Linked DNA regions of Sus scrofa: region 1 is linked to region 2. The links are chromatin contacts, called in public Hi-C maps. All regions are on one chromosome and are shown on one strand. Each heading gives the region's core, a stretch centred on a gene start, on an enhancer-like site or on the middle of the called end of the contact. The rest is flanking DNA. Distances are from core to core; before and after follow the strand shown. Region 1 has its middle 9.1 kb from the start of NFIC. Region 2 holds the start of CACTIN (cactin).

Region 1 (5,786 bases), core at 880-3,379, 220 kb before region 2:
GGGTATGTTCTGACCAATGAGAATGCCCTAGCGAGTCAGGCCCCATCTGGAGGCGAAGCCCATTGGACCAATGAATGGGTCCCTTTGGTTCCCTAAATCCAGCACTCTTGGTCCCTCACAGACATCCCTCTGCTGGTCCTTCCTAACTTGGAGGCCTAAGGGTTGGTTTGAAGGAGCTCCCTGTTCGGATATGTGCCCCTGGGCTGTTATCACCTTATCAAAGCCAGAATTATACTTACAAGTTCAGTAAATCATTACCTAAACACTTACTTAGCCGATACCACGTCTGGGCACTGAGCAGGTGAAGATGAACAAGACAGATGTAGAGGAAAAGTCACTTTGCAAGGAGAGGAGTCAGGGCAGCAGGCATAGCCCGTGCAAAGCCCTGGGGCAGGACTGTGCCTGGTGTGTTAGAGAGATAGGGAGGAGGTCCATGGGGCTGGAGCGGAGAGAGTGAAGGGAAGAGAGGGAGGAGGGGAGGGCAGGAAGGGGACAAGGCAGGTGGTGCAGGGCAGTGGGAAGCCCTGGAGGGTTTTAGACAGTGGGAAGATGTCTGTAGACATCTAAAAACTAGGATTTGGGGTGAGGTCCTTCCCTTCTCTGGGCCATCATCTCCTTATTCGTCAAATAAGAGGCTGACAGTACCTACCTGAGGAGCTGGCACGTAGTAGGTACCCAGCCCTCACCTGATCCAGCCCCCATTACCACTAACCTGGACCACCACATTGTCTTCATCCTGCCCCCCCCCCACCCGTGCCCTCAGTAGCCAGAGGGCGCCTGTGAGCCCCAGAGTCAGGTCCCGCCCCTCCTCTGCCCTCAGCTCTCCAGGGCTCCTGCCTCCCTGTGGGTAAAAGCCCAAGTCCTCCCGGTGGTGGGCCCATGAGGCCCTGCACGACCCGTTCCTGCCTCCTCCCTGCCCTCCCCTCCTCCCTCGCTCACGCTGCTCCAGCCATATTGCCCTTCTCACTGTTCCTCCAACACACCAGTCACGTCCTGCCCCAGGGCCTTTGCACAGGGTTGTGCCTTCTGGAACACTCCCCCACCCCAGACTCTCCCCCACATGGCTCCCTCTCCTTCAGGCCTCAGCTTATTAAATTGCACCTCCACGTCTAACCCCCACCACTGCATTTTCAGCTCCATGAGAGTGGGAATATTGACTCTTGTTCCCTGTTGTATCCTCAGTACCCAGAACAGCGCCTGGTGCACATTAGGGGCTGGATAAATGTTGATGGATGAAGTAATGAGAGAAGACTTTAATTATCTTTTTTTTTTTTTTTTTGTCTTTTTGCCATTTCTTGGGCCGTTCCCATGGCATATGGAGGTTCCCAGGCCAGGGGTCGAATCAGAGCTGTAGCTGCCAGCCTACGCCAGAGCCACAGCAACGTGGGATCTGAGCCGTGTCTGCAACCTACACCACAGCTCACGGCAATGCCGGATCATTAACCCACTGAGCAAGGCCAGGGATCGAACCCGCAACCTCATGGTTCCTAGTCGGATTCATTAACCACTGCGCCACGACGGGAACTCCGACTTTAATTATCTTTACCCCTCCCCACACTGCTCCAGCTCAGCCTCTGTCCCCTTTCATGCCCCCTGCCCTGTGCGCTCCCACACACTGTCCTGGAGGAGCCCCTGGGGTTCACTGGGCTGAGAAAGGGAAGAGCAGATGTAGCAAGAAGAACCAGGCAGGGGTCCCCCAGGGCTCCAAGGTCAGGACAGGACCCCCTGTCCTGGCAGCAGGGCAGCCACCTCCAGCAACCACGAGCCACTTCCACATCCAGCAGATCTGCTTTTGGAATTAGAGGAGGGGGGAGATGGGGCAGGGTGTGTTTGTGTTTGTGGGGAGACTTCGTGGCCTGGCGAGGCCTTGCTAGGCGGCTGGCTGGGACTCAGTTCTGGCCTGGTTCCCGCGGGGCGGGGTTGGGGGGAACTGAGGAAATGGGTCCGTGTGGGTGTGTGCAGACGTATGTAGGGGTCTTGATCTCCCAGGGGGCCCAGAAGCCCAGCATGGCCCACCCTGAGCAAGGAGGGGGCACTGAGGCTTGGGCAAGCCCTCTCCTCCTGCATTTTGCCCCAGGGTTCCTGCCTCTTAGCTCCAGAGTCTCTGCCAACCAAGCCCTGGTGCTGAGGTTTTCAATGATGAACAGATGGTCTGGGGCCGAGCGGGGAGTGGGGTGCTGGGCTGAGTCCTGGAGGGGCACTATGGCCCCCTAGAAGAATCGCTGAGGCCAGGAGCTCCTCTGTGTCCAGGGTGCGGGGTGCCATCCTCAGAGGGTCCCCCAGTTTGGCCACGTCGTGCTTGGCAGAGGATGGCCTGGGGGAGGGTGGAGGCCTGGGCCCGCTGCCATGTCAAATTCCTCCCAGCAGAGGCGGTGGGGGGGGAGAGGGTTTTTTGTTTTTTGTTTTTTTTCCAACTGAATCCAAAGGAGAGAGAGCTAGCTATTGGCAGGAGGAAGGGATTGGAGCCAAGCCTAGGCCAGGCTCACTCTGAATCACTCCTGGCCTTGCGCTCGGCAGCTGGAGGGGGGGTGGCGGGAAGGGCTGATGGCGCGTCTCATCCTCCACCAGCATCCCTGAATTTTGCAGAAAGGGGGGGGGGCGGCCTCCTGGAAGACCTGACCTTCAAAGCCCCCACCTGGCTGCTCCTCCTTCTCCCACCAGCTACTCAGTAGGCTTCTCAGCCTCCATACCTTCTCTTAGGCTGTTCCTTCCACCTGGGATGCTCTTCCCATCCCTCTCAGTGCCTCCCCAGGCCCCCTCAAATCTAGTCGTCCATCTCTCTGGACCTACAGGCCTCAGGTTGGAGCCGGAGGCCAAAAAAAAAAAAAAAAAAATCAGTATAGACTTTCTATTGTGACTCAGCTGGTTAAGGACCCGATGTTGTCTCTGTGAGGATGTGGGTTTGATCCCTGGCCTCGCTCAATGGGTGAAAGATCTGGCATTACCATGAGCTGTGGTGTAGGTCACAGATGTGGCTTGGATCCAGTGTTGCTGTGGCTGTGGTGTAGGCCAGCAGCTGCAACTTGGATTTGACACCTAGCCTGGAAACTTCCATATGCCGCAGACATCACCGTAAAAAGAAAAATATATATTTATATGTATGTATGTATGTATTTTAAAAAATCAGTAGGCGTTCCTTGGTGGCCTAGTGCTTAAGGATATGGTGTTGTCTCTGCAGTGGCTCTGGTCACTACTGTGGCATGAGTTCAATCCCTGGCCTGGGAATATCCACATGCCTGAGCACGGCCAAAAAATAGAAAATCAGTAATACCAATTTGGACTTTATTTAAAGATGGCATTTTCTTCCTTGTAGATTTTCTGCAGATTATTGTTATTTTTTGGCTGTACTGTGGCATGCAGAATTTCCCGGGCCAGGGATCAAACCTTTGGCACAACAGGGACCTGAGCCGCTGAAGCTGCAGTGACAATGCTGAATCCCTAACCCCTGCTGCACCACAAGAGAACTCCCTGCAGATACTTTAAAAGACTAGTTATCTTGACAGCTGAGCTTTTGGTGCCTCCCCCCTTAAAGGTTGAATCTCCATAAGTGCTTCACCCACATGTCAGCCCCGGGGACCTAGTTCGTGCCAGCCTGAAACCCAAGCCAGGGGACGGAGACAAGGCAAAGCATACAAAGATCAGACATCTGACCCCCACCAAGGGAGACAGATGCTGTACAGGCGAGAGTCACAGGTGATAGTGGAGGGGCCCCAGCATTGCTCAGCCCCTGGACATGCAGTTTACCCGCTGTGTGATCCTGGGCAAGTCATTTCCTTTTCTGGGTCAGAGTGAGGCCTCTTCCATCAAACAAGCTAATGAGAGTTTCCTGCCTGCCTGGAGGGCTGTTTGTGCATGAAATGGCATAATAGCCGAAAATAGTTGCCTACACAATGTAAGCTGTTATTAGGGCTTCAGGGCCACCTGTGGGCCTCAATTTCCTCATCTATAAAATGGGCATAATGATACCTGCACCTCCCAGGGCTCTTGAGGGTTCAAAAGGGAATAGTGATGCTTGGCAGAGGGATCATCTGAAGGCTGAGAAAGTTCTGTGAAGCTGGGCACAGTGGCTTCTATTGGGAAGCCTGGACCCCCACCCCCACCCCTCCTGGAAAAATACTGAAAAGGCCTACTGGCTGTGTGACCTTGGGCAACCCCCTCAACCTCTCTGTGCCTCAGCCTCCTCACCTGTACCATGGGAATGTATGGGGTGGGAGGAGGTGGGGACTGGATTTTTTCTGTTCAGTCATCCAGCTAAGAATGTTTACATGGTTGAAAGGCCTCAAAAGAATAATGAATAATAATTTTGTGACAAGTGAAAATCACATGAAATTCACAGTTTAGTGTTTATAAATAAAGCTTTATTGGCACCCGGCCATGCCCACTCGTTGACATGCCCACACCAGCTTTCCAGCTGCAAGCGCAGAGCCGAGTGTGTGCCACAGAGACCGTCTGGCCCACAAGGCTGAAAAGAGTCACTCTCTAACTCTTTGCAGAAAAAGCTTGCAAGCCCTGGATTGCTTTGAACTGTGGTGGGCTACGAAATGAGCTTGGTGCAGGCGTGTTTGCCATTGTTATTAAATTGTTGCTATTTCCCCCCTCCCCCGTGAAGATAGAATGGCCAGTATTTTCCCCACACCACTTACAATTCTTGGGAGCTTGCCTTACTCCCCCATCCTGTGCTATCTCCCCCATGATTGCCTAAGGCTGAGTGCTTAGGTTGCTCCCAGTTGCTAAGACAGAGCTGCAGTGGGTCCTGTTCTAGGCACTTTGCAAATATCATCTATTTCATCCTTGCCAGGATGATCATGTGCCCCCCAGGCCCATTTACAGATGGGCAAACAAGCTAAGTAAGTTGAGGTGAATTGCCTAGGATCACACCACTGGGACGTAAACCCAGGCTGGGTGACTCCTGTCAGTGCCTTGGGCGCCTGCTTCGTTCCTTGAGGTAAAGACCCAGAAGCAGAGAAGGACAAGGAGTCAAAGACTCTAGTCATTTACTGGCAAATGTCCCCACCAGACACATCTGGAGATCACTTAGGGCCAACATGGGGTTTGAGGCTTGAGCCCCATCTATGACTTTCCGAGGCCAGGCCCTGGACTCTGAGAGTCACCAGGCGAACTGGTCATCCCTGCCAAGACAGGGAAGTGACAAGCCCTGGGTGGAATTCAGGTCTGGATTTAGGATCCCCACCCCAAACCTGTAGCTGCTTTTCCCCCTGGGGTTCCAGGGGGAAAGGGGGCCAGCAGCACCCTGCAGAATCCAGCCTCTGCTGGATTTATCCTTCACCTTGCCCTCTCCCCCACCCCTGCTGCCATCTGATTGGCATGCTCCCCATCATTCATAGGGTCTGAAATGATGCATCTTGGCCCCTGGATGTTGGGCAACTGAAATCCCTGATCCCTGCTGGAGGGTGTGTCAAATGGTGCAACCACTTCAGAAAACAGTTTGGCAGGTTCTTAAAAAGTTAAACACACACCTTACCACCCTGGGACCCCATCTCTACTCCTGGGTCTTTGCCCAAGAGAAATGAAAGCCCATGGCCATGAAAGACTTGTACATAAATGCCCTTAGCGTATGACCCCTTCCACTCCCAGGCATTTACCAGGAAGAATGAAAACAAATGTTCCGACGAAGGCTTGTGCATGGAGGTCCATAGCAGCTTTATTTGTAATAGTCCAGAACAGGGAACATCAGCTGGTGAAAGGATAAACATGGTAACCTATCCAGACAACAGAATACTAGTCAGTGATAAAAAAGCAGGAACTCTCAGTCCACTCAACAATGT
Region 2 (6,626 bases), core at 327-2,826:
TCAAATCTGCATCTCTGCAGGCACCAGACCCGCTGAAGTTGGATTCTTTTTTTTTTTTTTTTCAGCTTTTGTCTTTTGAGGGCTGCACCTGCAGCATATGAAAGTTCCCAGGCTTGGGGTGGAATTGGAGCTACAGCTGCTGGCCTACACCACAGCTCACGGCAACGCTGATCCCTGACCCACTGAGCAAGGCCAGGGATCAAAACTGCATCCTCATGGATACCAGCTGGATTCGCTTCCGCTGTGCCACAACAGGAATTCCCTGCAGTCGGATTCTCAACCTGCTGCACTGGGACTCCTAAACCCTGGTTTAAACCATCTCTTTACTATTTCTGCTACCTTCTTTCTTCCTAGAATTCCTGGATGGGAATAACCCTATGAGACTCAAAAGGAAAAGCCAGATCTCAAACCTAGAGGGTGATCAGCTATGTCTGACTAGTGCCAGTCTGGTTATGTGTGAAGAACAGGCTGGAGTAATAGGAGACAGTGCATATGGATGGAGAAGCCCCATTTAGGTCTTGGGGACAGAGATGAGGAAACATGGACCGTAGTGGGGCAGGGATTGGCCTGAGTGTCAGAGCCAGTTATGGGCTGAGCCAGCACTGGGACACAGGTCTGAGAGTCAGTCCCTATCATGGTGCTGATTTCTTTGTGTTGAAGCAGACTCAACTCAATCCAGGTGTTTCATCTCCAAAAGAAAAGGACCATGGGCTGAAGGGAAGCTAAGCACCAAGTCTGGGGAATTAACTGACTTCTGCCACCATCATCAACAATTCTCCCCTCTCACAGCCTACCTCCATTAGCAAGGGTTGTCACTTCTCCTTCTGAAATCCCTCTCAAATTGAGCTACTTTTCCCAGTGTACCTCATTACAGCCTACCTCTCCCGAAAGCCATCATCATCTGTTGCCTGGACAGCTGTACTATTTTTTTCCTCCCTGGTGTCACTCTTGCGTACCCACTCAGTCCCTTCTCCACGCGAAAGCAAGCGGGAGTTCTGCAAGGTAATCCAGATCACATCACTCCCTGGTTCAAAATCCTCCACAGCCCTCCAGATAACAGTCAAACCCTTTACCACGGTACGCACGACTGCACGATCTGGTCTCCTACTTTCTCTCCAAACTCATCTACTCCGCTCCGCCCCGCTCACTGCTCTTCTTGCTGTACCTCCAGCTACCAGGTGCCTTGCTTGGAATGCTTTTCACTTTCTTGTCGCTGTCTAGTTAATTCCGACGTGCTCAGACGTCCCCTTCTTCAAGAAGTCTTCCCTAACTCGGAGCCTCCCAACTCCCCGAGGGCTGGAGCCGGACCCACCAGCGCGGCTCACACAGCTACCCTACCTGCGATCCCGGCTCCTCCGCCTCCGCCTGCGCCGCCCCTCGTCGTCCCGGCGCCGTCGGCTTCTCCGCCCATGGCTCCCACTCCGACTTCGGCTCCGACTTCCGCTCCTACTCCGCTGTCTCCGGTTCCTGCGACCAGCGGACCGCGAACGCGAGCGTGTGTCCCGACCCATCGGCTGGGACGGTACCGGCGGCGCTGACACAAATATCCGGGGCCTGCGCCGGGGGCCTTCCTCCCTCGCGGCGCGTGCCTCGCTGCCCCGTCCGCGCCTGAACAGGAAGATAGGAACCCATCCCGCAGCCCCATACCGCGGGGACTCTGGAGCCCCGTAACCTCCAAACTGTCCTTAAGTGGGTCCTCTGTGACGGACTTCTGCCGGACTGTCGCCGCCAGGGATGGGGGACTCGCTCTTAAGGCAGTACTAAGGGCAGGCTCAGGTGGGTCCTCGCGCCTCAGGGAACCTGCATCTGTGGGCTGAGCAAGAGCGAATCAGGAACTGCGAGTGGGGCGGAGCCTGATGAGGCGGGACCAAGAAGAAGCCCGTCCAGAGAGGAAGTGGGGCCAGCGTGGGTGAAGCCTAGGAGGCGGGGTCAATAGAAGGCGTGGCCAAGGGAGGCGTGTCCGGGGAGTTTCTCGTCCAGATAGCTCAAGGAGCTGGGATGGGGACCGAAAAGCACTAGAGGCTGGATTGACCCTCTGTGAGAGTCATCATCATGCTCTACCACCCGCCAATGAATACTTACTGTGTTTCAGGGGTTAAGCTTTTTTTTTTTTTCTTTTTGGCTTTTTAGGTCCACACCCGCGGCATATGGAAGTTCCCAGGCTAGGGGTCCAATCAGAGCTACAGGGGCCGGCCTACACCACAGCCATAGCAACGAAGGATCCAAGCCGCGTCTGCAGCCTACACCACAGCTCAGGGCAATGCTGGATCCTTAACACACTAATAGAGGCCAGGGATCGAACCTGCATCCTCATGGATCCTTGTCAGGTTCGTTAACTGCTGAGCCACGAAAGGAACTCTTGCTTTTTTTTTTTTTAAGTTTTATTGAAATATATTTGAGGGAGTTCCCATTATGGATCACTGGTAAAGAACCCGACTAGTATCCATGAGGACGAAAGTTTGTCAATCCCTGGCCCCGCTAAGGACCCAGCATTGCTGTGAGCTGTGGTATAGATCAAAGAGGTAGCTCTGCTCTGGCATTTTTGTGGCTATGGTGTAGGCTGGCGCCTGCAGCTCCAATTCAATCTCTAGCCTGGGAACTTCCACATGCCACGGGTGTGACCCTAAAAAGACAAAAGAAAGAAATATAGTTGATCTACAAGGTTGTGGAGTCAAAGCTTAAAAAAAAAACCTAAATTCCCCATCAACCCATTTTGTAGATGGGGAAAGTGAGGACCAGAGAAGGAATGTCATTTTTTGTCTTTTTGCCTTTTCTAGGGCCGCTCCGGTGGCATATGGAGATTCCCAGGCTATGGGTCTAATCAGAGCCATAGCCACCGGCCTATGCCAGAGCCACGGCAATGCGGGATCTGAGCCACGTCTGTGAACTACACCACAGCTCGCGGCAACACCAGATCCTCAACCCACTGAGCAAGGCCAGGGATCGAACCCACAACCTCGTGGTTCCTAGTCAGATTCGTTAACCACTGCACCACGATGGGAACTCCAGGAATGTTATTCTAATACCTCTGTGCCCAATGAGACAGCATAGAGCTGGGATTTGAACTTGGTGGTTCAGCTTTGCCCTCTTTCAATGTTTATCTTTTTTTTTTTTTTTTAATTTTTTCAGCCACCCCAAGGCATATGGAGTTGCCAGGCTGGGGATCAGATCCAAGCCCCAGTTGTGGCAACTCTGGGTCGTTTATCCCACTGTGCCGGAACAGGGATTGAACCTGTGTCTTGGCGCTGCAAATTCTTTTGCACCACAGCAGGAGCTCCTTTAAACGTTCATCTTGTAACACAACTCCCTAACACAACACTAAATGCTAGCTTTGTATGCTCTGCTTGTTGTTGAGATTCAGGTAGGGGTGAGGGCACAGAGGGAACCCCTGATAACTGCCTGTCATGGAATACGGGTTGTTCTGGTGACAGGATGGTCCCAAACATGATTTTCACAACGCAGACACATCCTTGAGAGTATCTGAATCCTCATCTGTGAACAAAAAGTGAGCACAATCGAGATCACCTACAAGTCTAGTGTATAAACTAGCCATGCTCTCTAGTCTGTGATTAAAACGGGGTCTCCAAGAGCTTGCTTATAAACAGAATATTACTTCCAGCACAGAGTTTCTCAAATAGGGAGTCTGGGAGAAATAGTTTCCTCTTAAAATGGGTCTGTGCATTACTCAACTTGAGTGACTCTGGCAGGACAAATACAAAATCTGAGTGTTTGTTCCTTTGAGTGTTTTTCCGAGCTGAACTATAACCCAAAGGAGGCCACAGCCATTAAGGCAGTAGGGTCTGTTGTTGTTGCTGTTATTTAATTCTCTCAATTCTTACTAAAGTTTCTCTTTGCTGTTCAAAGTCAGTCCTTAAACTCCCACCCAGACCATCGGAATGCACACAGAGTTGTTGTACAGCGAGACAGTTGACGCTTATTACCCGATTTATTAGAGAGATCTCTTCAACGTAAAAAGGTGGGGGAGCGGGACAGGGGCTGGGGGTCTGGGGCTGCATACAAGTGTTATTGGGCCAGCAGTGGCTGCAGGGTCACAGAGGCGCCCACAGCTCTGGGTTTGAGCGGGACGACATCCTGTGCCTGAGGAGACTGTGCTCCAGATTGTCACACACCAGACCACGGGGGCTGAGCACACAGAACCCCCGGAGAGAATTAAGACACACAAGGTTTGCAGTTTTGCTGTTTCGAAATCAGTTCAGCCATAAAAACGAGGTTGGGGTGGGGACAGGCGATGCAACTGAACCACCAGGGAGGAGGCCAAGGGTGCTCGTCCCGGGGTGGGGGCCGAGGGGCTGCAGCGACAGTACCATGGCAAGGGACCCCACCAGGACGGGAGTATTGCACTGAGCCAGGTGGTAGAGGGAGGGGGCAAGAGGAGGCAGAGAATGGAGGCTGGCAGGTGACACATGACAGGTTCCACCTTGTCTCAGAAAACGCCTTTCCTTTGTACAGTACAGCAATGCAGACAATGCCATGTTCTCGGTGACAGCAGCCAGCAGGGATGAGCCAGGACAGAACCAGGGCATCGCCAAGGAGTTGAGAGATTTCTATCCTGGGGGTGGGGCGACAGCTGGGTGGGTCCAGGGCCCTCCCTGCCCCGGGTCTGTAGGAGGCTGTGAGTCCGCTACACATTATAAATAAGGTCTTGCCTCAACACCCATACCCTGACCATAAGCACAAGCATCCCGCTGGCTCAGTCCACGGACCACTTTGCATCCACGTGACAGTTCTCTGAAAAAGGGACAAAGAATGCAACCAACACAAAGTAGGTCTCTGAAGGGGTGTTTGTGACTTAGCACAAAAACAAAAACGTCATGATATCCTGGAGGTTTGCAAATATCTCCAAGTCAGCATCTGATGGATGCATTTGTCCCGTGGCCACTCAGGAAAGCCCAAGGGGCCCAGGTCCCCAAGCTCCACGCAGCTGAGGGCGCCCTGGACGCGGAGCCTCCACTCAGGTCATCCCCTTGGGATGCCACGTGTTTCTGTGCCTGGCCCCTGTAGGGGCAGGCAGGGACTCCCAATGTCAGCATTTGGACGACATCCAGCAGTCCCTGTCAGTCACCTTCGGACCTCTGCCCTCTCGGCTGGCCTCCCCCCTCATGGGTGGGGCAGGCTCAGATTGGCGGTGTGCACGTGGGGCACTGCAGACAGGTGCCGGTGCCAAGTCCAGGCGAGGAAACTTGGGGGTCCAGACACACACTCCATGGGCAGGAGGGATGGATACGGTCAGGAGTCCACACACTCCATGGGCAGCAGGGGTGGACACGGTTTTGCTTGTCTGAGACGCCTGCAGGCTGGTTCTAACAGGGCCTCTGAGGGTCCTCCTCCCGAGCTTCAGGCTGTGGTGTGCCCAGTGGCCCTGTGAAGGGAGAGCCCCGGGGCCGCAGCCTGGTTCTCGTGGGAGGAGAGGTGGCAGCCAAGCCACCAGCTTCCATCCTGGCGCTCGAAGTGGGCTATGCGAGGGGAGGGAGGGACTTGTGTCGCAGAAGGACAGCAGTGTCCACCTTGCAATGGACTTGAAATATCAGATTCCTGGGTCGGCGGGCTCTCCAGCTCAGGCTCCACCAGGAGGCAAAGGTGGGGAGGAATTATTCCAGAAGGTGCAACTTCTACTTCAAGCTGGCTCCCAGCTCCTCTTGCGCAGGGCCGAGTGGGCAGGGGGCCAGCATCCCTGATGGGTCACCTCTCAGGAAGGACAGCCCCCTCTGTGGACACAGTGTGGGGGAGGGGGAGGGTCCCTGGAGACCGCCCTGTGGGGCTCTGGACCCCTGCTGAAGATGACCATCCCAAAAGACTTGTTTTTCACGAAGGATTTCTTCTCCTGTCCTTCAATCGGCACAGGTGTCACCATCATTTAAAAGTGAGAGGATGCCCAGTCCTGGGGGGACCTCTTACTGGAGAAGGGTCTGTTCCTGGAGGCTGGGCAGCCCAGGGCTCTGCTCCAAGACACAGCTCTCCAGAGTCCTGTGGCTTGACGGCCCAGCCGCCTCCTCCCATGGCTCGATGGAGCGGGAAGCCCACAGCCCTGAGCTCCACCAAGACGGGGCAGCTGAGCGTCCACATGGAGGTTCTAGTCACACCTGGTGACTCCTGCTCATGACCGGGGAGGCGGGACCAGGGAAACAGGTGGTGAGAGATGGCAGGGGTGACAGCGTGGAGCCACAAGTCACCCACCCTCCAGGATGGTGTCCAGCTCTTGGCCCAAAAACCTGAGCCAGGAGCACCTGGAAGGTGCAGTGGGCAGCCTCCAGAGGGGCCCTGAGGACCTGCCTGGACCTGGAGGGCCTTCTGTCCCAGGTGCCTGGCCGGACTTGGAGTGGATTCTAGTTGGGGCACCTGGGCCACTGGAGCACAGGTCCCCAGAGCCAAGAACCTGGTTCCCTCAGGGACACATGCAAGCACAGCAAAGAACCAAAAATGCAGTGGAATAGTTTCTTCTTTTCCATTGTGGGGTTTTTTTTTTTTTTTCTTTTTCTAAGAAAACACACGTGTGCTGCCATCTCTGTGCAAAGAATAAAGACCCAAAATAAATACATGATTGGAAACTCAGGAGCGTTCACAGTATCAGGCGTAGGTAGTTGACGGGGAGAGGGGGCCGGACATGC

The links. Hi-C and Micro-C count contacts between places; a contact is called where the count stands out from the background.
Region 1: a Hi-C map of embryonic fibroblasts shows a contact between it and region 2, with 3 times the contacts expected there. The contact joins the enhancer-like site here to the promoter of CACTIN in region 2. A contact is called at or near these places in 4 of 47 Hi-C or Micro-C datasets (embryonic fibroblasts, epiblast stem cells, omental adipose tissue and 1 more).

Annotation. Positions count from the first base shown.
Region 1 is chr2:75,268,709-75,274,494 of Sscrofa11.1, reverse strand. No RefSeq gene overlaps it. Among named protein-coding and RNA genes, the nearest start is that of NFIC, 9.1 kb to the right of the region's middle. Within about 2 kb of position 2,129, at least 41 of the 83 cell types and tissues checked have an H3K27ac peak or open chromatin away from gene starts, as enhancers often do. A contact at or near this core is called in embryonic fibroblasts, omental adipose tissue and retroperitoneal adipose tissue, where this site is marked.
Region 2 is chr2:75,044,200-75,050,825 of Sscrofa11.1, reverse strand. It overlaps CACTIN (cactin), which reads right to left and starts at 1,576. Exons shown (of 11, transcript XM_021084098.1): 1 at 1,339-1,576. The coding sequence starts at 1,511. PIP5K1C (phosphatidylinositol 4-phosphate 5-kinase type-1 gamma) reads right to left here. Exons shown (of 18, transcript XM_021084102.1): 18 at 3,928-6,626.